4 separate regions of the Mus musculus genome follow, and regions 1, 2 and 3 are each linked to region 4. Evidence: chromatin contacts called from public HiCAR-type, HiChIP or PLAC-seq and promoter capture Hi-C data. All regions are on one chromosome and are shown on one strand. Each heading gives the region's core, a stretch centred on a gene start, on an enhancer-like site or on the middle of the called end of the contact. The rest is flanking DNA. Distances are from core to core; before and after follow the strand shown.

Region 1 (5,630 bases), core at 18-2,517, 570 kb after region 4:
AGCACCCATATTTGGCAGTTAATAACTTCCTACACCTCCAGTTCCAGGATCGTTGATACCTCTTGGCCTCGCCAGCATCTGGACTCATCGTGTGTGTGTGTGTGTGTGTGTGTGTGTGTGTGTGTGTACATATATGTATATATATACATATATATATATATATATATATATATATCCATACCCATATATGCACAACTACAAATAATTTTTTTAAATCTCTAAAAATACTTTTTAAATAACAAAAGTTTAAATACCTAAGAATTGGGGCTGGGAAGACAGGTTAGCAGACAAAGGCTTGCCCTAAGCCTGACAACCTGAGTTCAATCCCTGGGACCCACGTGACAAAAAGAGAGACCAACTCCCAGAAGATGTTCTTGGACCTCCATAGGCACGCGAGCACACACACACACGAAATGGAAAAATAAAAAAGTAATTTAAATTAAGACCCCAAAATTTAAAAATGTGTTTGATTTGTAACCAAATTGTTCTCTGATTACTTTCTCTTCCTCTGAACATTTTAGCTGCTTCATGTTTTCTTCTGAATGCTTTTTTTTTCTTTTATTCTTTTTTTTTTTTTTTTTGGTTTTCGAGACAGGGTTTCTCTATGTAGCCCTGGCTGTCCTGGAACTCACTCTGTAGACCAGGCTGGCCTCGAACTTAGAAATCCGCCTGCCTCTGCCTCCCGAGTGCTGGGATTAAAGGCGTGCGTACCACCCGGCCTGAATGCTAACTTTTAAGCACATTACTGGAAAAGCGCACCACCTCACTCCTTCCTCCTTCAGGATGTATTGTTTATACTTGTTCTGTATGTTACTCAAGTGACTTCTCTTTACAATTACTGTCATTACTATTTCTAAAATGTCTAAATTAAACCAAAGCTTGGAAATTCTGACTGGTATCTGGGTCCGACTTTCCGGATGGTAACTGAAGGTCATGTGGGGTGGAAAGTGGCCTGTGGGTAACAGAACACACACATGCACGCGAACAGGATATGTTGGTAATCTGGCTTCCTGAGACCTAGTAAGTTGTGAGAGTTCTCACCATTACCCTTGGAGAAGATGAAAAAACTAAAGTTGGAAAATGCTGGATTTTTAAAATGTCCCCTCTTAGCATTCTATCTAGTGGTGTCTGGGAAGGGGCACATTTGCCTCCTACACCATTTTACTTGTCTAAAAGTACAAAACAAGCGAATGAACGGAAGCTTCTTCATAGCGTGGAAGCTGGTGTTTGTGGCACAGCTTATGTCACGTCTCAAGCCCAGAAACACGAAGAGTGTGGTTTTGGTGTTTAACCAGCCTCTACTGCACCCTGGCACTGTTTCTTCCCCAGAGAACTTTAGAGGAAAAAAACCAACCTCCTATCTTAAAACCAAAGGCCAGGATAAAAATAAAGCCCTGAAGTGGTTTGGTGACCGAGGTCATAAGGGCTGCCACAGGTCTGAAGGTAGGGCCAGTATGCTCTGAGAAACTTCACTGCAGTCAACCACAGAAACAAAGACCTCAGCCCCACAGTCCAACAGTCTAGGAGGCTGCCTTTAGGCCTGATTTGTTAGGAGCTGCTCCACACAAAGCAGTTTATATCCTTTGAAAACCTCCAATCCTGCTTATAACTTTAACAGCAGTCTAGCTGAACTGTTCCTAGAGCCTATGAAAAGCAGAGCCAACCTGCAGCCTTGTCCTATAGGAAGGAGGCTGCCATGAACTCTCGCAGGCTTATTGCCTAATCTCCACTCATGAAGCAACTTTAAAACTTGATTCTGAGGTGAAGGAGTAGAACATGAGGTTCACACTACAAACTAGAAAAGTGAAATGGGAACTGACATGAAATCAACTCACGGCAACCCTGATGAAAATAAAACAAAACAAACAAAAGGACCAAAGCCAACCAAACATGCAATCCTTACACCCAGGAAACCAACAATTCGTCTTTCTCTACCAGGATCACATAATTACAGAGCAACAAAGAAACTGGGTTATCAGACATGAAACATCTGCTTACTAGCAAACCCAGAGATGAAATTTTTCTCTAACATTCTACACTGTCCAGAGGAAATGAGGGTAAACACTGGTTCTGCTCCTTCATCCTGACAGGAGTTCTGAAACTGCAAACTTAATTTACCATGATCTATGCCCAACAACTAGAATGCACTCCAAAATGTACCATATGACCTGATGTACCATATGACCAGGCTTCAAACCTAAGGCTCTGACCTATAGTTGTCCTGGGTGGCTGGGAGGGGGAGGGCAATGCCTGTGTGCCACCCACACAGCAGCTTTCTTTAACATTATGGCAGTGGCAGCAGCGGCAGCAGCAGTTTAGCACACAACTGTACAAGGGACACTGAAAAGTGAGAGAAATGATGGGTCTGAAGAAAAAATGTCATCTGTATAATTTTTTAAAAATTTAAAAACAAGAAAATTCAGCCAGGCATGGTGGCCCACACCTTTAATCCCAGCATTTGGGAGGCAGAGGATTTCTGAGTTCGAGGCCAGCCTGGTCTACAGAGTGAGTTCCAGGACGGCCAGGGCTACACAGAGAAACCCTGTCTCAAAAAACAAAAAAGAGAAAGAAAGAAAGAAAGAAAGAAAGAAAGAAAGAAAGAAAGAAAGAAAGAAAGAAAGAGAGAAAGAGAGAAAGAAAGAAAGAAAATAAATTCAGAACTCTGTACTATGGCTGGTTCTTTAAAAAGCACAAAACATCCAAGCCAGATCCGCAAATTTTCAAGCAAAAACTATTACTTTCAAACCTTGGGAAGTGACATTATCATTACTGCCATGTTTCAGATGAGGAGGCTGAAGTTCAGCCAGTTATGGACTGGGCCTCAGACCTCAGAGATAACAGCTAATAAAATTAGGACTTAAAATCAGAGATTTTCAAAGCCCAGACTCTTAAATAACCTCTATATTACCTGACTTTGACATGTAAGATACTAAAGAAAATTAATCAAAGTTACTAAAAAACCAGGCTCTTGAGAGATACACTTGATTTGAAAGAAATTATTCACAGAAAGCTCTCCCAAGTTTAGTGATAACAAGAGGAGGAGAAAGGAAGGTGACTAAAAATTGTATATGTATATATAATATATTACCTACTTACTTATTTTAATAAATATGGAACTGTGGCTACTGGGAGAGTTCTTTGGGACTGTGGCTGGTGGTCTATTCACCAATAGATAGCTCACAGCTATGCACCTATGGGTAGTACTAATTAGACTCAATAAAATTAAAAAAAGAAGACATGAAATTGGGGGGAGATATAAAGGGAGAACCCTGGGAGGAACCCTGGGACTTGGAGAAAGAGAATAGAGGGAGAATATAGTCAAAATATGTTGCACACATGAATGAAATTCTGAAAGACTTAAAAGCCACAATATTAAAATTATATTATGAAATTCATGAAATTGGTATATTTGCACAGGCATCATGCTAATCTCAGCATCACTCCAATTTTAGTCTATGTACTACAGAAGCCATACATTTTGATTAAGATATTTTAAGAGATTAAGGCAGCTGGGTCAGCTCAGCAATAAAGCACATGGTTAGGAGACAAGGCCTCTGACTCGCAACTGGTTTGGACTAAGCATCAAAAGCAAACAAATGGAGGTCAGAACTCTGTAGGAGTCTAAAGAGGTCTCCTCTCCACTTAGAACCCAGCTTCCAAACCAAAGCCAGAGTCATGCAGAACAGGCCTCAAATTAATCCATGTCATACTAATTATAATACTATGTTAGTTCAAGATGCTTCCTCATGAGATAGGCAAATAAAACTCAACTGTTTTCTATCAATATGCAAGGCAAGCATTTTAATTTTACGTTGAGTGAGATTTTACGCTATGTACATACTCCAGCTTACCTCACACTAAGAAGAATCCTCCTAAACAGTTGGATTACAGCTATGAATCACAGTACATAACCTTCTATGACAACTGACCTCTTATATGGCTGACCTTGCCTGGACTTATGCTTTCCTATTGTGTGGCTGGAGAAGTTTCTCTTCCATGACAGGAAGGATGCTCTTCCCCCGGAACATTAACTGTGGCACTTTATACTTCTGCTTGATAAAGCTGGAAAAAAGTGATAACTGGGCCAATCTAAGGAAATGGGAATACCAGTTTCCCAATCAGACTGTTAACATTTAGGCATGGGGGACTGGAGATTTGGTTCAAAGTTAAAAGAGCTTGCTTGATCTACCAGAGGACATGGGTTCAATTACTAGTACCCATGTTAGGCAGCTCACAACTTCCTGTAACTCCAGCTCCAGGGGATCCAACATCCTCTTTTGGCCTAGACAGGCACCTATATTCATGTACACATAGGAACAACAGAGACAGATACATAACTTAAAATAACTTTTAAAAATAATGGTTCTCTCCCAGCAATGGTAGCTTTTAATCCCAGCAATTAGAAGGCAGGGGCAGACAGATCTTTATGAGTTTCAAGGCCAGTCTAGTCTATAGGATGAGTTCCAGGACCGCTGGGGATCCAAAGAGAAACCCTGTCTCCAAAAACAAAACAAACAAATAAGCAAGTAAACAAATAAATAAAAATAATGGTTCCCTCTGGGTGGTTAAAATTTATGATCCACGCTGGGCAGGGCAGTGGTGGTGCACACCTTTAATCCCAGCACTCAGGAGGCAGAGGTAGGCCGATTTCTGAGTTCGAGGCCAGCCTGGTCTACAAAGTAAGTTCCAGGACAGCCAACAGGGCTACACAGAGAAACCCTGTCTCGGAAAAAAAAAAAAAATTATCATCCACAACATTCATTTACTGACTTGGTTTGGGAGTTTGGGGGGGGGGGGTTGTTTTGTGAAAGAGGCATCACACTGTAACCAGGCTGACCTCAACACTGCAGTGACCTTACTGTTGCCTGAGCCTCCTGAGTTTACAAGGATTAGAGATGGGAGCCACCAGGCCTGGCTCATAACCTTAAAAAAATTTAAAACAACAACAAAAATCTTAATGAGGGGGAAAAAAGCTTTGTCCTAATAATTCCAAGCTATTGGCAACTTTCTTGAACAATTGGCAGAAAAAGATACAAGTTATGTTTAAATTCAGAAAACTTTTGTCAGGCTAGCTGTGGTGTGCTCTCCTTTAATCCCAACTTTGTGGAAGAGCAGAACACACTATGTGTGTTCAGCCTGGTTTACATAGGATGTTGTTCTAAGCCTGTCAGAGCAATAGAGACCCTGTCTCAAACCAAACCAAACCAGACCAGACCAGATCAGACCAGACCTGTCCAGACCAGAAAACTTTGTGTAAGAGTGGCCCTTATGGGCTGGAGAGATGGTTCAGTGGTTAAGAGCACTGACTGCTCTTCCAGAGGACCTGGGTTCAATTCCCAGCAACTACACAGTGGCTCACAACTATATGTAATGGGATCTGATACCCTCTTCTGATGTGTCTGAAGACAGCAACAGTGGGAAAAAAAAAAGAAAAAAAGAATGGCCCTTCACTGTCATCAACCATTAAACTGCGATAAAGAAGACTCTAGCCGGGCGTGGTGGTGCACGCCTTTAATCCCAGCCCTTGGGAGGCAGAGGCAGGCGGATTTCTGAGTTCGAGGCCAGCCTGGTCTACAGAGTGAGTTCCAGGACAGCCAGGGCTACACAGAGAAACCCTGTCTCGAAAAACC
Region 2 (6,174 bases), core at 3,494-5,993, 650 kb before region 4:
ACTGTGTACTTTATGTGTGAGATTTCATGTTATTAAGGTTCCTATAGTACTTTGTATCATCTACACCCACGCCACAGAATAACAAAAAATTATTTTTAAAAGCCCAGTTCATTTGTGAGACTATCACACGCTCATTTTCATAGACAAATTATTCTTCTCTATAAACTTCCCCCTTATATTTATCTTTAAAACATAACATCTGTTTTTCTCCAGCCAAAGTTATTTCCTGTTTTGCTTATTATAAACAGCTTGGCCTATTGTTGCTTATCCTAATGCATTAAAAAACTTTTAAAATTACATTCATTCATTCATTCATTATTTATTTATTGTGTGTGCGCATGTACACAGCGCTCTCCAGTGCACTTGTAGGTCAAAAGATAGCAATCTATAGCAATCTGAGCTCCCTGAATTGCATAGCAGGCCACTAGGGAACTGTGTGCAGTCTGTCTCTGAAGAAATATAAGAGTAAGGTGGAGGGAAGTTGTGGTATTGGTTCTTTCTTTATACCATGTGGGTGTCAGGGCTCATACTCAGGTCGCTAGGCTTGGTGGCATGTGTCTTTCCCACTGAGCCATCGCCACAACACATTTTTTTTTTTATGTTCTTTTTTTTAATTGGGTATTTCATTTACATTTCCAATGTTATCCCAAAAGTACCCCACCTGCTTTCCCACTGACTCCCCCACCCACCCCACAACACATTTTTTAAACCTAGGATTTGTGTTCTTTTAAAACAGCCTAATTTCTTTTCCTTTTCCTCCTCCTCCTCCTCCTCCTTCTTCTTCTTCCCCCGCCCCCCCCCCCGCCCCCAGACAGGGTTTCTCTGTATAGCCCTGGCTGTCCTGGAACTCACTTTGTAGACCAGGCTGGCCTCGAATTCAGAAATCTGCCTCTGCCTCCCTAGTGCTGGGATTAAAGGCATGCGCCCGCCCGGCACATTTTTTTTTTTAAATCCCCTAAGTTGAATTTGCAATTAAAGACAATATAATATATAATGGAGTTGGGAGCTTCAGAAGGAAGAATGGTTTCCAGTTGTAGCAGATATAACCACTGAAAATGGATACACAAGAGGACAACCAGCAAGAACCAGACAGTGTGAATGCAGCCTGGACATAGTAGCCTTGGTTTCAGACTCTCTGTAAGAGTGCAGGAAGCTCAGACACAGAGAAAAAAACCCAGAGGGCCATGACAGCAGTGAGCCTAGGTCACCACTCCTCGCCTCCAGTCTTTCAAAGGCTATCCATTTCCCTAGGACAGCTCTCAACACTAAGGAGCTGGCTCCACCCAGTTCTTTAGCCTCTACTCCAACCTCTGCTCTTGACTTTCAAAACTCTTTTCAAGTCTTTTCTTCCCTATGGCTCTGCACATATTGTTACTTGGGTTTGTCATGCCTTCTCTTCCGAATTGCTTCAGCTTAAAAATCACTCTCTTGGAGAAAGCTTCCCCAGGGGCATTCCGCACCCACACTCTCTCAGTGTGCACTGTCCTGACCTAGCTTGGGACTTATCACGATTACATCTTTATTGTATGAATGCCATCTCCTTACATGAAGTTAGATGTGATGACAGGCGTTTGATGTATCTGGTTCTTTGCTGAATTCAGCACCGAGCATAGGTGCCTGTCATCAGCAGGAACAGGTGTTGAATACATTTATTAATTGAGTGAAGGAGCAACAGAAGCCAGAGGGTCTAGGGTGCTTGGTTTGTTTGAACCAGCTCTCCATTCTCTCATCTGTTAAATTGGGATTATGGTAATTAAACTCTGGAACTGCTTTGTGGATTAAGAGTCAAGGCTGTAGTATGCTTGGTATGTACATGACATATAGCAAGCATTAGGAAACATTAGCTATTATCACCATTAAAAGGAAACTCTGAGTATCTGAAACTCTTAGACACTGTCAGTAGGAATGTGAAAATAACACCCTTCCTTATAATTGTAAACACAGACAGACCATACCACTTAGCAATCTTACTCCTAGGCATACACTTAAGCGAATGAAAAACTTACAGAAAACTTTAGACAGGAACGTTTATAGCAGCTTTATTCACAACGTCTCAGAATTTAAAACAACTCGGATGTTTTCCAAATCACCTAGTAGATAGACAAATCAACGGAGCAAGAAACAAACTGATGGCACAAATAATAACACAGATGAATCACAGATCCACGATGCTAAGTGAGAGAAGACAAGAGTCAAAAGGTGACATGCTGTAGGACTCCATTCCTGGAGAATTTATATGACATTCTGGAAAACTCAGCCAGTGATTTGCAGACAATAGAGTGGGTGTGAAGGAGGGGATGATGGAAGTGTCTCCGCCGGACTGTGCTGTGCTGACACGATGACAACATGCATTTATCAAAGCTCATGTACAGCACTGGAAACCGGAAACGGCTAATCTCACTGCATGCAAATTCTATCTAATTTAAAATAGAAAAATAAGGCACGATAAAACTGCACATTCCTGTTCCTTCAAGAATGATACACATGCTTTCCTCTCTCTCTCTCTCTCTCTCTCTCTCTCTCTCTCCTCTCACTCTACCCCGCTTTCACCTTTCAGCTTTACCTTATTTTTATCTCTTAATTCTTCGTGTATGGGTGTTTTGCCTGTATGTATATGTGTAGACCGTGTGCATGCCTGGTGTCCAAGGAAGCTATAAAAGGGTGCTGGCTCCCTTGGAACTGGAGTTACAGACTGATGTAAGCCACCATGTGGGTGCTGGGAATTGAATCCAGGTCGTCCGGGAGATCAGCCAGTGCTCTTAACTGCTGAGCCATCTCTCTGTCCCCTTTATTTTTAAATTATGTATATGTGCATCTTGTGTGTGGGTGTTCCTGGAGGGGATGTCTGATGCCTTGGAGCTGGAGTTCCACGGTGGCCAGCTGCTCAATGAAGGTGCTGGAAACTGAACTTAAGTCCTGGATCCTCTGGAAGAACAACAAGCATCTTTAATGGCTCAGCTATCTTGCCAGCCTTTGTTTTTTGATTTTTAAGACAGAATTTCATTACATAGTCCAGCTAGCCTCAAACTCTCCATCTTTCTGCTTCAGGTCCCAGAATCCTGGTATTTATAGGCATGTGCCACCACATCCAGACAGCACCTATGGTTTCTGATAATAAAAGTACCATATGGAGAAAAAAAAAAAAAAAAGCTGGGCAGTGGTGGCGCATGCCTTTAGTCCCAGCACTTGGGAGGCAGAGGCAGGCAGATTTCTGAGTTCGAGGCCAGCCTGGTCTACAGAGTGAGTTCCAGGACAGCCAAGGCTACACAGAGAAACCCTGTCTTGAAAAACAAACAAACAAACAAACAAACACAAAAAAAAGTACCATATGTTGATTGTAGATGTGTGGGAAAATAAAGAAAAAATATATTTCCCTGTCATTTGCTTTTGGTTGAGACAGTACATTTTCCTTATCCACCTACTCTTCACCTTCCAAGTGTTGGGATTATAGGCTTGTACCATCACACCCAGCCAATTTTGCTCTCAGAAATAAATATTCTGCTTTCTGAAATACACTGTGCATATATCGCTATGTCATTAAATAATTGTCAAAATAATACTTTTATGAGTCAATAATATATGTGTGGAGGTTAGAGGGTAACTTGTGGAAGTTAGAACTCTCTTATCAACATGTGGGTTCGATGGATGAATTCAAGCATCAGGCTTGAGGGCAAATGCTCTACTGGCTGAGCCATCTTGATGTCTCTCACAGTCCTCCTGCAATTATATTTTAAAGCATTCTTTTGTTGCTGTTGCTAAAACTTATACTACTCACACATTTTTGGGGGGCAAACTAAAACAACAATAAAATTCCATTCCTAAAACTATAATGTTTTTTAAAAACTAAAAAAAAAAAAGCAAATTATATTATTCCTGAAGCAATTTTTATAAAACTATATGTACGGAAAAAAAAAAAAAAGTTCAGCAGGGCCAGATACTCCTCTGTCGAGGTTTTCACAATGTTGAACTGGTAAGGCAACCCTTCCCTTGGCTGCAATTCCATCATTGTTCCAGTGCCTGCTGGAAAAGCGGTTCCACAGGGCTATCTGGCTCCTCTTTTTGTAATGTACGCGGCTAAACACCCTAACATTTCCTGTACTACCTGCCTAAGTTTGCATAATACTTCCATATTTAATGTCACCCCATCTAACGTAGTGTAAGCAGGGCAGATGGGAATACTTTGTTCAAGATCATAAGGTTATCAAGGGTGTAAATAAGGATGTACAGCCCGGACATTCGGTCTCAAAAACCAAACACTTCCCAGCGTTGGGTCGCTTTTCTCCTTACTCCCCACCCTAGCGAGGAGGCTTCAGACAATTCTGCCCAGTAGATCCTTATCTAAGGAGCAGAAGCTCTCCCAAACCTCAAATGTCTTTGGCAACACTGCCACTTACCAGCTGGGGTCATTTCACTCCCGATGGCAGGGGGACACAGACTGCCCTAGACCAAGGGGATCCAGCGAGCGGGTTGCACGTTGGCTTCATGGCCAGCGGGGCTTATTGCCCATCCATTGGGACACTGCCGTGGCTACCGCTCTCTGGGGCGCCCGGGCGACACTACGGCGCTGGTGGGGGATGCGCCCTGGGCGAAGAAGAGAGGGCTTTCAATCTTAAGAACCCGCCGCGTGCGAACAGGGAACTTGAGGTTAAGGGTTGTCTGGAGATTTTCCAGGGACTTGACAGCCATGCCTGCGGAAGTCAGTCCTCCGCTATCCCAGAGTCCCCCGGTTCCCGGAAGTGCCCAGTTCTCCGGAAGTGCCAGGCTAGCCGAGTAAGTAGCGGCTCCCTCGAGCCCCGTACCTGGAGGCTTGCTCTTCTGGGGTCCTGGTGACAGACAGGTCGCGAGCAGGATTGGAGAGGGCGTCGGGGGCTGAGCGGCGGGATGATGGAGGAGGAGGAACTGGAGTTTGTGGAGGAGCTGGAGGCTGTGCTGCAGCTCACGCCAGAGGTGCAACTCGCCATCGAGCAGGTGAGCGCTCCACCCCCTCGGGAGGAAGCTGCGGTGGAAGGGGCAGCTCTAGGCCAGGGTCGAATCTCCCCTGCTAGGCTGGAAAGGTGGCGGTTCTTATGCTGAGCGGAAGTCTGGATGGTGGTAAAGGTGGGGATGGGTTTTTCAGCCTGGGGACCGAACACGTCTTCTCTAGGCTCTGTGTTTCCGAGGTTGTTACGCCCTGCTGAGTTTGGGCCGAGCTGTCCTCTTTGACAGGATAAACCTAGAGGGAGCCCCGTGACTAGAGAATTCGGATTATGGTTGATTTTAAGACTCTATTCATTTTCCAGCTAGTGCGGCTTCTTCCATTTCTCTGGTTAAACTCTTGGAGTGGTTTGGAATTGGCAGTGGGATACTTCCATTGCGGAAACGAATGACAGAATAGGGTTGTGGGGCGGCATACTGGAAAATGACCCTTGTGCTGGTGTGCGCGTGCGCGCGCACTTGACACTCGCTGGAGTCATCTGGGAAAAGGAAGCCTCAGTTGAGAATTGCTTCCATCAGATTGGCCCACGGGCAATCTGTGGGGGCATTTTCTTGGTTGATGCTGTAGAATGGCCCAGCCCACTGTGGGAGGTACCACCCCTGGGCAGCAGGTTCTGGATTGTATAGAAAAGCAAGCTGAGCAAGCCATGGAAAGCAAGCCAGTAAGTAACATTCCTTCGTGATTTCTGCTCCATTTCCTGGCTTGGCTTCACCTGATGACGACATACTATAACCTGTAATCCAAATAAATTATTTACTTTACAAGTTGTTTTTGGTCATGCTGTGTTATCACAGCAATGTAAAGCAAACTAAGACAAATCTGTACCATAACTAAAAGACTGAGGGCTAGTGAGATAGTTCAGTGGGTAAAGGCACTGTGCCACCAAGCCTGCTGACCTGAGTCTCTTCCCCAGGATCCTCAAAATAGAGGGAGAAAACTACTCCTGGACAAAACACACATACACATGCACACGTCTCCCCAACCTCTGGTCTACAAAGTGAGTTCCAGGACAGCCAGGGATACACAGAGAAACCTGTCTTGAAAAACAAAAAAATAAAGTATTAATGGTCCATATATGCTAATTATTAGTAGTAGAATTATTTTACTTGGGCTACCTTCCCAATAGCCATTAAATGAGACACACTCTTTCTTTCCTTTCTTTTTTATTAGTATTGGAGGTTGAACAAATCCTTGGCACA
Region 3 (5,458 bases), core at 1,851-4,350, 610 kb after region 4:
ATAATGGAGAAGAGAGGGAAGGAAAGTTGTCATTCTAGTTACATAACAACAACAAAAAAAATACAAATACAAATGATAATATTGGTGATCAGGAAAGAACGTTTCTACAAAGGCAGAAATTTGGAGTTATAGTGTTTAGTAAGCAGTGAGGTTAAGAATTTAACTATGTTAGAGTTACACGTACTTACTTGAGTTATGGAAATAGAGGGGAGTTGTATTCTCTTGTATCCAAGTCATGTTCCTATTCAGATCTTTTTTGTTTGTTTGTTTTTTTCAAGACAGGGTTTCTCTGTGTAGCCTTGGCTGTCCTGGAACTCACTCTGTAGACCAGGCTGGCCTCGAACTCAGAGATCCGCCTGCCTCTGCCTCCCGAGTGCTGGGATTAAAGGCGTGCGCCACCACACCCGGCTCCTATTCAGATCTTAAAGACCCCAAACTAGTTCATTATTTCAGAATCAAAGATCTCTAACATGTTCAGGCATTAAATTATTCTGTCTACACAACCTGTAAGTCTACCCCTTCTTTCTTTTCTTCTCTTTTATTTTATGTATATGAACACACTGTAGCTGTCTTCAGACACACCAGAAGAGGGCTTTGGATCTCATTACAGATGGTTGTGAGCCATCATGTGGTTGCTGGGAATTGAGCTCAGGACTTCCAAAAGAGCAGTCAGTGCTCTTACCTGCTGAGCCCCTCTTCCTTCCTTCCTTCCTTTCTTGAGTCACAGTCTCACCATAGATATTCCAGAGAGACCTCAAATTCAGTCCTCCTGCCTCAGCCATCCAAGTTCTGGATTACAAGAGTGTATATCACATCTGGTTAGCATTTCTCCTGTCTGTAATATTTCTAGGTTATCATATTAGGAGAAAGAAATGTAGCCCAGTGTATCTGTCTCATATATAGGAGGCCACTAGGGGCAGCCCCCAGCATCGCATAAACATATTTACTGGTATATATGTATCGTATATTACACCATTATTTACTTATTATATTACATATGTAAACATATATCTACACATACATACACATATTAGAGTGGCATGCATAGCAAGCCTCAGTCCTAGATATCTCTGGGAAACTATCTTCAACTTCAGTGTGTGAACTTGATCACAACAAATCTACAACTTTAGGATACCAACACCCCAATCACATACCTCCTACTGAATCAAATATTAAGCAATTCCTTTTACAATCTTCAACACCATTCATCCTCACCAACTCTCTAACAACAACCAACAGAATCATTTCATGAAAATACTGCCTAGACTATGTCATTAGAATACTGAGACTAACTGCTACTATGATGATAGAATATAAGAAGAAAAAAAAAAGTTCCACTAGAGGAGCTTTTCCTAGGCACCAATGGGCGAATTGTGACACGCTCTCAAAGGACCAAAGGACTCAAGAACAGTAGAGCCCAGCCAAATCCATGCCTCCAAATCCCAGCACTTGGGGAGTGACAGCAAGATCAAGAGTTCAAGGCCACAGAGTTTGAAGCTTACTTGGACTATATGAGACTCTGTCTCAACAAAGGAAAAGAGGAAGAGGAGGAGGAGGAGAGGACTTTATAAACCACTCTCCAAGCTCCACTGAGTAGCAAACAGCTTTTTTTTTGTAAGTATCTGTTGCTTACAGTGGAGAGACTACTAAAAATACCTACTAAACAGTTCATAAGTGACAGGAACTAGTGAGAATATTATCCAGTACTCAAGTTATATAAAATCCTAGTACAGAATTATAATGTATATACAAATGCAAACAAGCTGGTAGCCAAGTATTTATACACCTGCATCTATACCCACTTTTGTTTGGGGGATGGGGTGGGGGCGAAACTAAAATTTTAGGTTTCTGACTTGAAAGTTGGGTATGGTGGCATATGCATATAATTCCAGCACTCTGAAGGCTTCAGTCAGGAAAAGTATCCAAACTCAAGGCCAGGTTGGGTTACACAGTAAATTCAAGGCCAGTATTGGCTACAAGGTGAGACTTTGTCTCAAAAGAAAAACAAACACAAAATAAAAGATACTGCTGCCTTGGCAAAAGTTTAGCTTCTCCACCAAATGTGAACCAAGATAAAGCCGTTTAACCTCAGCACCCTGAGTAAACTTTTAAACTTAGTTTTGGGGCGGAGCCAGGAGAGGTGGTGACTACTATTTTCCAGAGGAGAGAGAGAAAACAGCCTGGTTAATCCAATTCAGTTGGCCAATAAAAACCAACCTCACAAATTCTAGCCACAATCCTAGAGAAGGTATCTTCTGTAACTGTCATCCTAAGCAACACTGGCTAATGAAGGAGACCAGACACCAAAATATTTCTCGCGCTTTTCTGATGCGAATGGAGACTGGCAAATTAAGCATTCTCTCTGATCACAACTGCTCCCACACACGCCAAGACCAAAACAAAACCGAGTCAGCTCTCTGAGGTCCTGGATCCCTCCAGTGGCCTAGCACTAGAAACCAGCCTTGGGGGGTGGGGGGGGGGGGTAAGTTCAGCAAAGGAAGTCCTAGCCTGTTAAGCCTTTCTCCTCAATTTCCCCAGCTCCTCCTCTCCGACGCGGAACGGAGGACTACGGAAAGGTACACATACACAGACTATTCTTTTGGGAACAATACGTCTCGGGGCCTCTACCGGACCCTAGCACCCAAGCCAGTTCGTGTCTCCTCCGGACTGGAACTCAGGCGCTGGCGTGAGAGGGTTAGGGCACCGGAGAACAACCACGGCGCCGCGCCGAGCAAGAGGGCGGAGGCTGAAACTCGCGCTTGGGCTCTGCCCCGAGGGCCCGAGGGAGCGGAGCGACAGCCTCGCTGTCTCCCAGGGGCCGCCGCAGGCCCGGGCGCACTGTTGGGGAAGGGGCGGGGGTTCGGAGCGCCGCGGACGGGGCGGGGAGGAGGCAGAGGAGAGGGAGGCGGGGCGGGCAGGCCCGGCCCAGCAGCTGGGCGGCGCAACTCACCTCTGCTCCCGGCCTGCGGAGCCAGAGTGGCCAGGATCCCTCGCAGTTCCGATGCGGAGATCCGCACACGCTCCAACCCCTCCGCCATCTTCGCGGCGGCTGCTACAGCTGCGGCGACTCGGCCACCGCCGCGCGCAGCCAGGAAACCACGACGGACGGGCGGCGCGCGCTCACCCACTCCCACCCTTTTCCCCGCCCCCCTCCTGCCTGCCCTCCCCAAACGACGGTGGCCGCACTGGGAGCAAAAGCATTCAGCACGTTCAACTAGGGCCTTGCCGGAGCGGGCGAATCGGCCGCGGAGACGGCGTGTGCGCGTGCGCAGAGGTGTAAAGCTAGGACGGTCCGCCGAGGCTCGGAGGTGGAGGCGCAGCGCTCTGGAGGCGAGGTGAGGCGCAGCCAGGTGTGACTCGCCCATGTCAGGTGGGCATTCGGGTCTAGGGATGCCAGTATTGCTGCGGTGACCACCGAGGACACTGCTTTTGATCTGGGGCTCGGATTGACGGAGACATCCTACAACCCGGCCTCCTCCGATCATTTTAGGCCGAAGTCTCCTTACCGTAGGCCTGGATTGTGGAGTTTAAATATCTTTTATTATTATCCCCATTACTGGTAAACGGAATCTCAGAGAGTGGAAGAAGTAAATTGCTCCGTGTATCGTTTGATTGTACCAGAGTACTAAAGTCTATGACAGTTCATCCCTAAGACTTGCTGGAGGTCGTTGTGTGGAGGTAAAAAAAGAAGGAAATTATTCGATCTGGGAATTACTGTTAGCATTGAGAATTTTTTAAAATTACTTTTTTAGTACTCAAGTCAATTCTCCCATCTTTACATCTTTAAATTTTTACTGATGCTGGTAAAAATAGCTCATTCTTATATTCACGGTACTTCAAAGGCTGTGGTGGGAGCATTGCAAGTTCAAGCCTGGGCAACATAGCACATTTGAGGCTAATCAAGGCAACATATTAGAAGACCTTGTCCCCCAAAAAGGAAGCAAAAAGTTAATTAGACTAGAAGATGGGTACTTTAAGCTCATTGACCATTAACTCCTATTAGAAACGGTGGGGTGGAGAAACTTCCTATCCAAAGACTGCCTTTCTCCAGTCTTTCCTTCTTCCCTGTCTCACACAGTCATTGACCCTTTAGACCTCAAAAAGTAATAACCAGTTATGCCTTGATCATAGTATAAAATATTTGATAGTACTCATACAGTTCCTGTTATGTGACAGATATTTCACCATCAAAAGAGAAAAATGCCGGGCGCACGCCTTTAATCCCGCACTGGGGGAGGAGGGGCCGGCAGAGGCAGGCGGATTTCTGAGTTCGAGGCCATCCTGGTCTACAAAGTGAGTTCCAGGACAGCCAGGGCTATACAGAAAAACCCTGTCTCGAAAAACCAAAAAAGAGAGAGAGAGAGAGAGAGAAAGACAATGACTGAGAAATAGTCAACAGCTCAAATGAATGGGTATAATTAATTAGAGTGGCCAGAACAAATGGCAGTTTTTGTCAAAAGATTTGAGAGGAATAGGAAATATAAAAACTGCTTTGCTGGGGCTGGCAAGATGACTCAGCGGGTAAGAGCACTGACCTGCTCAGGACCAAAGGTCCTGAGTTCAAATTCCAGAAACCACGTGGCTCACAACCATCTGTAATGAGATCTGGCGCCCTCTTCTGGTGCGTCTGGAGTGAGAGGAGTTGACTAGAGAGAGCTGGTCCTACCAGAGCAAGCAGAGTTGATCCAAAGGTCCTAAAATTCCCAGCAACCACATGAAGGCTCAGAACCTACAGCTACAGTGTACCCACATACAGTAAATAAATAAATCTTTAAAAACAAAACAAAACAAAAAAAACCTGCTTTGTGCTCCTGGCATGATAGCACATGCTGTAACTCTAGCACTTGGGAGGAAGATCAAACTTTAAGGCTGTGTTCCACCATTGAGTCCATTGAGTTTAAAGCTAAACCAAAGAACATGTAGACTCTATCTCCAAAACATAAGCCAGACATGGTAGCACATGCCCAGCACCAAAAATACACAGGCAAGAGGACAGTTTGGTCTACATAGTGAGTTCCAGGCCAACTAGAGCTATATAGTAACACCTGTCTAAAAAACACTAACAACAGGGTTTTTTAAAATTTATTTGTTCATTTAATGTATATACACTGTACATTAATGTATAGTACACTGTTGCTGTCTTCAGACACACAAGAAGAGGGCATCAGATCCCATTACAGATGGTTGTGAGCCACCTTGTGATTGCTGGGAATTGAACTCAGGACCTCTGGAAGAGCAGTCAGTGCTCTTAACTGCTGAGCCATCTCTCCAGCCCAACAATAGGATTTTTTACATTTTTTTAAAGATTTATTTATTATTATACATAAGTACACTGTATCTGTCTTCAGACACACCAGAAGAGGGCGTCAGATCTCATTGTGGATGGTTGTGAGCCACCATGTGGTTGCTGGGATTTGAACTCAGGACCTTGGGAAGAGCAATCAGTGCTCTTACCCGC
Region 4 (5,405 bases), core at 67-2,566:
AGTCTGTCCTGGAGAGTCTAAGCATCCTTCTACCACTGTCTCCCTTCCTCTTCCTCCCTACGATGTTTTGAAAGCCACTGAGATGTTCTCACAGTTCAGGAGAGGAAATGGCCTTTGGAGAATCATAAAGCAGCAAAAATAGACAAGAAATTCTATCTTGGCAAGCCTTTAAGGGGACTCCATAATGGCCTGACTTAAAAACATGTAGGTCTAGATGAACCTTCCTTCGGGTGGAGGCGAAGCCACTTCCTCTCTCCTGCTGCACCCCGGCCTATGAGAGTTCCTCTTTCTTACACATGTTTTTTTTTTTTTTTTTTTTTTTGCAAGGCAAGCAATGCTGCAGGCCCTGGAAGACCAGAAGGCCAGCAACGTTCCTGACTGCACGCAGGAGTCTATTAGTCTATTAGTCTACAGCTTGGGCAAATGGAAGACTTGTCCCAGCCTCAGTTTCTCCATCCACAAACAGGGACGATGATAATGATACGCACCCAGAGAGCTGGATGAGGATCAAATGGGCTTTTTGGCACTTAGAGGCGCTGTGCAGCAAGCAGGCATAGCTGGCTTACATCTTCACCACCAACCGCCCTCTCCCAAAGACCCACTCCAGAAACCTGCCCCCGACCGAGGCGCCCATCTCACCTGGCTTCGTACACAGGTAGGAGTAAAAGCCCTCGGACTTGAGCATGATGAGCAGCGAACCCCAGCCCAGGAGGACTGCGGAGAAAAGGAGGTTTTCCAACACAGCGGTGCAGGCCATCCACCAGCGGCGCCGATGGGCAGTGGCCAGGGTGGGCGCCATGGTGCGGTGTGGCGGTGGTCGGGCTCCGGTTCTGCAGACACCTGCGCGCAGACCTCAGCTTCAGCGGTGGCTCTACCCAACCCGTGTAGCCGCTGGCGCACAGCCTGTCAGTCCCTTGCAGCCCAGGCTATAGGTGCCCGCCGCAAAAGAAAAGAACCCTAGCCCTGTCAGGGACCTGGGCCACCCCGTACCCGCAGCTACCTGGTAACGCTACCTTAGGCCACAGTGGAGCCCCGCTGGCCAAGAGGAAAGGCTTCTCCCTTAGTTCACTCGGAGGTAAACTGAGGCATGGCAGCTGGAAAAGGGCTAATTATGCTCAAGGACGTGGAGCGGGTCCTGATCCCAAGCAAGACTGAACAGCCACTTTGGGGGCCGGAAAGGGAGGCAGCTCGTAGTAAGGTCACCTGAGCAGAGGCTCACCTGAGAGCTGCCACTCCCAGGGACCCTGACAGGCTCCCGCCCGCCCGCACTCGAGACCCTTCCTTAGTGCTTGTTCCTTCAACCACAAAATCAGCACAGGGAGCCCCGAAACGGCCCGCCCACGGCGCTTTCATTGGCGGGACCGCACAGGAACTGCCGCGCCATTGGTTAGTGTTTAGGTCGCTAGGCGCTACCGCCACGCGAACCCCGCATGGGAGAGGCGAAGCCGGTTCAAACCGGCGGCGCGAGCCAACCGCGCGACCCCCGTGTCGGGCTGTTACCCCGGCGATTAGCCCGTTTCCATAGAAGCGGATCCCGTCCCTCTGTCCTCCTGGCCTTTTTCGTTACGTCTCCCTCCCGGTGTCGTCCCTCTGACAAGTATGCACCTTCCCTCCAACCCCTGCCTGCGAGCGGCTTCAGGTTCTCGCACCCTCGTCTGAGACCCGGATCCTGGGAGTCCAGCTCACCCGGCTCCTACCAGTGTGTATCGGGCCCGCCCGGCGCCTTTTCTGTCCCCTTTATTTCCAGCCCTTTTATTCCTATCCTAAGATGAAAAACACTGCCGCCCGTTGATTGGCTGAGTGGGGCTGGAAACAGGCGTCGGCCAATCAGCAGCTACCCACCCGCCCCCCGGCGAGCAGAAGCCGGTTCCGGCCGGACTTGGAGACAAACAAGAGGAATGGGGGGGCTGGGGGGCGGCTCGGGCAGGCCCAGCTCTACCCAGTTAAACTGGAGTGCCCCTCGACCCGGTGACCGCCGCGGGCATCGCCCCACGCCCTTCTCGTTGCCCTCTTCCTTGTCAAGTTCATGGGTCAGCGTTTCAGGGAGTCTTGGTCCACAGCGAGCTGGGCTCCAAGCACCGTGCGGTTCGGCCCGCAGTATAGACCACCGTTCTCGCCCGGAGAGAACCAGGGCCGGATGCTCCAACTCCGCAGGCCATTACCGCCCTTTTGTGCTGTTTCCCGGCCTGCTCCTTGGGCTTTGTGTCCGGGCTCCTCGCTGCCTAGCCCCCGTTGTCCTATCCAGGCGCTGTCTACGGGTATCAGAACACCCCGACCCAGGTCGTGGCATAATTACCGCATCCCTGCTAGATCTCCCGACTCACCGGGTCCTTGCCTGGAATCAGGTGCCTCCTGCCTGGTCTTTAATCGGTGTCCCTTAAGGGTCTGTAGTCAGGATTTTGGACTAAGAGCCCCTGGTCCTCCAGTTGTCGCCATCCCCATCCCGCGCCCTCTTTTCTCGGTGCCTTCAGAGACCGGTCAGTGTTCAGGCCGGTCACCTTGGCATGCCCTGCCCTCCCACTTTCCCAAACGACTCTTTCATGTGGCTGGCACACTTTCTCGTCCACCCTTCTTCATGCTGTGAGCAATCCCGAGCACCTAGTTAGTCTAAGTCTGACTTTGGAGAGCGCGATAGATCACTAGGGGTCCAAAGAGCTCCGTCCTTTCTGTATCATCAGCGGAGCTGCGCTGCTCTGAGGACCTGCTTGGACGTGGAATGGAGCCTCAGCACGAAAGATTTGGCTGTCCGTCCGAGTCTCCCTGACGAGAGGCACTAACCTCCCCTCAGAAAACACTCGGTATCCCTCAGATTCTCCACACTTCAAGAGCCGGCTTGCTTTAGAGCTAAGGGTGTCCCCAGCAGCCTGACTCAGCTTCCCTCAGCTCGAGTGCGCCCCCTGGTGCCCAGAACCTTCGCCAGCCATTCTGCTAGTGCATGCTCTCCCAGACTTGGTCTAGGCTTGCTGGTGGGTTTGGGGGCCTGATGACCTACTGTGCAGAAATCTCATAAGCTCCAAATTGGACCTACTATCTGCCAATAGATTAAGCCCTTCAATCCTTTTCCTAAGCAATCTGCTTGAGGACCTTCTCCAGACATATATCTAAAATGTTCCCTCCCCCTCTTCAAATAAATAGTGCCCCCTTCTCCCTCAGATTGTGTGTGTCTGTGTGTGTGTCTGGGGAAGTGTTGAGACAGGATCTCACTATGTAGCTCTGGCCATCCTGGAACTGGCTATGTAATCCAGGCTGCCCTCTGCCGCCTCGTGCTAGGGGGCTCAAAGGCACCCTACTGAGCTACTAACATGTAATGATGTTAGACACTGTGAACTAAACATTTAACACAATAGTTAATGTTATCTACTGTGAGCCTTGCCCCTCCCCTGCCCCCACTGCACCAGGATAACCTGGTGTCCTGTTTATCTTATCTGCCCATTTCTGTCCCTGGGACACAACTACTCATCCATCAATCTCTGCATCACATATCTACCCCGCAGTGAATTGTGGGAAATGTAAACCTGACCTTGATAAACCTGACCTATTGCTAGATCCCGCAGAAACTCTTTACCTTGTTCTTCAAGATAAAGTTCAAGTTCCCCAACTGACTGGACCATGCTGCTTCCTCCTCCCCATTTCCCACTGGATGCTCCCCTCTGGGGAACTGCTGTGGCTCTGGCTTTGTGCTGCTCTCGCTAGTGACCCTCCCTTGGGCAGCACCTCCTCTGGGAAGCCTTCCCTGGCCACTCTCTATATTGCCTTTTGCTTTCTTTGTCTGCTGACCGTAATGCCTTATAATCTGTATCCCCATTTCCCGCTGGCTCTGAATTTCTTGGGGGCAGGCATGCCTCAGTCCTAGGTGCCCAATATGAGTCCTGGAAGGAAAACACATGAGCAAGTGAAAAGCACCAGGTTCAAGGACAGAAGATCGCAGGGTGCTGGATAGGATCAATAATAACTGCCTTTACTGATGGCTGAACTTGCACTGGGTGCTTTTACACTGCATGCTACTACTCCATCCCTACAACTGCCCTGGATACAGCCGTTATCCTTACATTCCAGATGAAAAACTGAGGGGCTAGGTGGCTTGTTCAAATGAAACAAGAAGTCCTTGAGTCCTGTTGAGATGAAACTACCACTCCTTCTCCTCTTCCTTCTCATTCTTCTTTTTTTAAAGATTTATTTATTATATGTAAGTACACTGAAGCTGTCTTTAGACACTCCAGAAGAGGGCATCAGACCCCATTACAGATGGTTGTGAGCCACCATGTGGTTGCTGGGAATTGAACTCAGGACCTCTGGAAGAGCAGCCAGTGCTCTTAACCGCTGAGCCATCTCTCCAGCCCTTATTTATTTATTTTCCTTCTCGATCCGGCCCCGCTAGCTCAGCCTTTATTCTTCTTCTTTTTAAATTGAGAGTGCCCAGGCTAGACTTCCAGGACTTTTGGCAAGTCTTAAAGAAATAAGTCAGGAAGACAGCCTTGCCACATGAAAACAACACAAGGCTCAATAGGCCATCAGAAGAGAGGCCAGGAAAAGTGTAAGAAGCACACATATATGTATGTATGTATACACATACATATATGTATGTGTGTACCGCACACAAAAAGTAAAGAAAGCCAGTCAGATTGAGGAGAGCAGAGAAGGATGACTGCTGCCCCATTTGAAATTGTGAGTCCAAGCCAGGCGTGATGGCGCACATTTAATCTCAGCACCAAGGAGGAAGAGACAGGCACATAGCCCAGTCTACACAGAGTTCCTGGCTAGTGCCAACCTGGGTTATCCAGTGAGACCCTGGTCTTTTTTTGGCTAATTTGGTCTTTTTTTTTCTTTTTCTTTCTTTCTTTTTTTTTTTTTTTAAAGGCAGGGTTTCTCTGTGTAGACCGGGCTGTCCTGAAACTCACTCTTTAGGTTTTTTGTTTGTTTGTTTTGTTTTTTTAAAGATTTATTTATTATGTCGAAGTACACTGTAGCTGTCTTCCGATGTACCAGAAGAGGGTGTCAGATATCATTACAGATGGTTGTGAGCCACCATGTGGTTGCTGGGACTTGAACTCAGGACCTTCGGAAAAGTAGTTGATGCTCTTAACCACTGAGCCATCTCTCCAGCCCGAAACTCACTCTTTAGAACAGGCTTGCCTCCAACTCAGAGACTATCTCTGCTTTCCAAGTGCTGGGATTAAAGGCATGGGCCACCATCACCCAGCTGACACCCAGGTTTTTGTTTTGTTTCATTTTGTTTTTAAAGAAAGATTGTAAGCCAGGTCACACCTATAATCCCAACACTCAGGGGAACAGGAACAAGTGGATTGCCTTGTGTTTCAGGGCTGCCTAGGATATGTACTGAGATCCAGGTCAGCCTGAGCAACAGAACAAGACTATTTCAAAAACAGAAAGAATTTAATAATCAC

Evidence for each region. Promoter capture Hi-C pulls out the DNA fragments that hold promoters and counts their contacts. HiCAR-type assays count read pairs that join an accessible place to other places. HiChIP or PLAC-seq counts read pairs in DNA pulled down with a chosen protein or histone mark.
Region 1: a contact with region 4 is called in a promoter capture Hi-C map of pre-B cells, with 2.6 times the contacts expected there. The contact joins the enhancer-like site here to the promoter of Slc43a2 in region 4. A contact is called at or near these places in 6 of 39 promoter capture datasets (3T3-L1-derived adipocytes, the C10 cell line, hematopoietic stem and progenitor cells and 2 more) and 4 of 115 datasets of contacts at active chromatin or transcription factors (astrocytes, embryonic forebrain, embryonic stem cells and 1 more).
Region 2: a contact with region 4 is called in a HiCAR-type map of astrocytes, with 2.3 times the contacts expected there. The contact joins the promoter of Vps53 here to the promoter of Slc43a2 in region 4. A contact is called at or near these places in 2 of 39 promoter capture datasets (hippocampal neurons and pre-B cells), 4 of 484 Hi-C or Micro-C datasets (CD4 T cells, the G1E-ER4 cell line, pro-B cells and 1 more), 2 of 115 datasets of contacts at active chromatin or transcription factors (astrocytes and bone marrow-derived macrophages) and 1 of 9 other capture datasets (liver).
Region 3: a contact with region 4 is called in an H3K4me3 HiChIP or PLAC-seq map of the SCID.adh cell line, with 15 read pairs. The contact joins the promoter of Smg6 here to the promoter of Slc43a2 in region 4. A contact is called at or near these places in 4 of 39 promoter capture datasets (the HPC-7 cell line, cranial neural crest, embryonic stem cells and 1 more), 1 of 484 Hi-C or Micro-C datasets (embryonic stem cells), 13 of 115 datasets of contacts at active chromatin or transcription factors (the 230-238 cell line, the SCID.adh cell line, astrocytes and 9 more) and 1 of 9 other capture datasets (liver).

Annotation. Positions count from the first base shown.
Region 1 is chr11:74,955,793-74,961,422 of GRCm38.p6, reverse strand. The region is part of intron 8 of Smg6 (Smg-6 homolog, nonsense mediated mRNA decay factor (C. elegans)); the gene reads right to left. Among named protein-coding and RNA genes, the nearest start is that of Srr, 33 kb to the right of the region's middle. Within about 2 kb of position 1,267, at least 73 of the 459 cell types and tissues checked have an H3K27ac peak or open chromatin away from gene starts, as enhancers often do. A contact at or near this core is called in 3T3-L1-derived adipocytes, hematopoietic stem and progenitor cells, memory CD8 T cells and 1 more, where this site is marked.
Region 2 is chr11:76,178,207-76,184,380 of GRCm38.p6, reverse strand. Vps53 (VPS53 GARP complex subunit) reads left to right here and starts at 4,743. Exons shown (of 22, transcript NM_026664.4): 1 at 4,743-4,968. The coding sequence starts at 4,882. It also overlaps a transcript of Tlcd3a not described here.
Region 3 is chr11:74,923,496-74,928,953 of GRCm38.p6, reverse strand. Smg6 (Smg-6 homolog, nonsense mediated mRNA decay factor (C. elegans)) reads right to left here and starts at 3,100. Exons shown (of 19, transcript NM_001002764.2): 1 at 2,951-3,100. The coding sequence starts at 3,038. It overlaps Srr (serine racemase), which reads left to right and starts at 3,006. Exons shown (of 9, transcript NM_013761.5): 1 at 3,006-3,335.
Region 4 is chr11:75,528,023-75,533,427 of GRCm38.p6, reverse strand. Slc43a2 (solute carrier family 43, member 2) reads right to left here and starts at 1,316. Exons shown (of 14, transcript NM_001199283.1): 1 at 1,014-1,316; 2 at 640-840. The coding sequence starts at 799.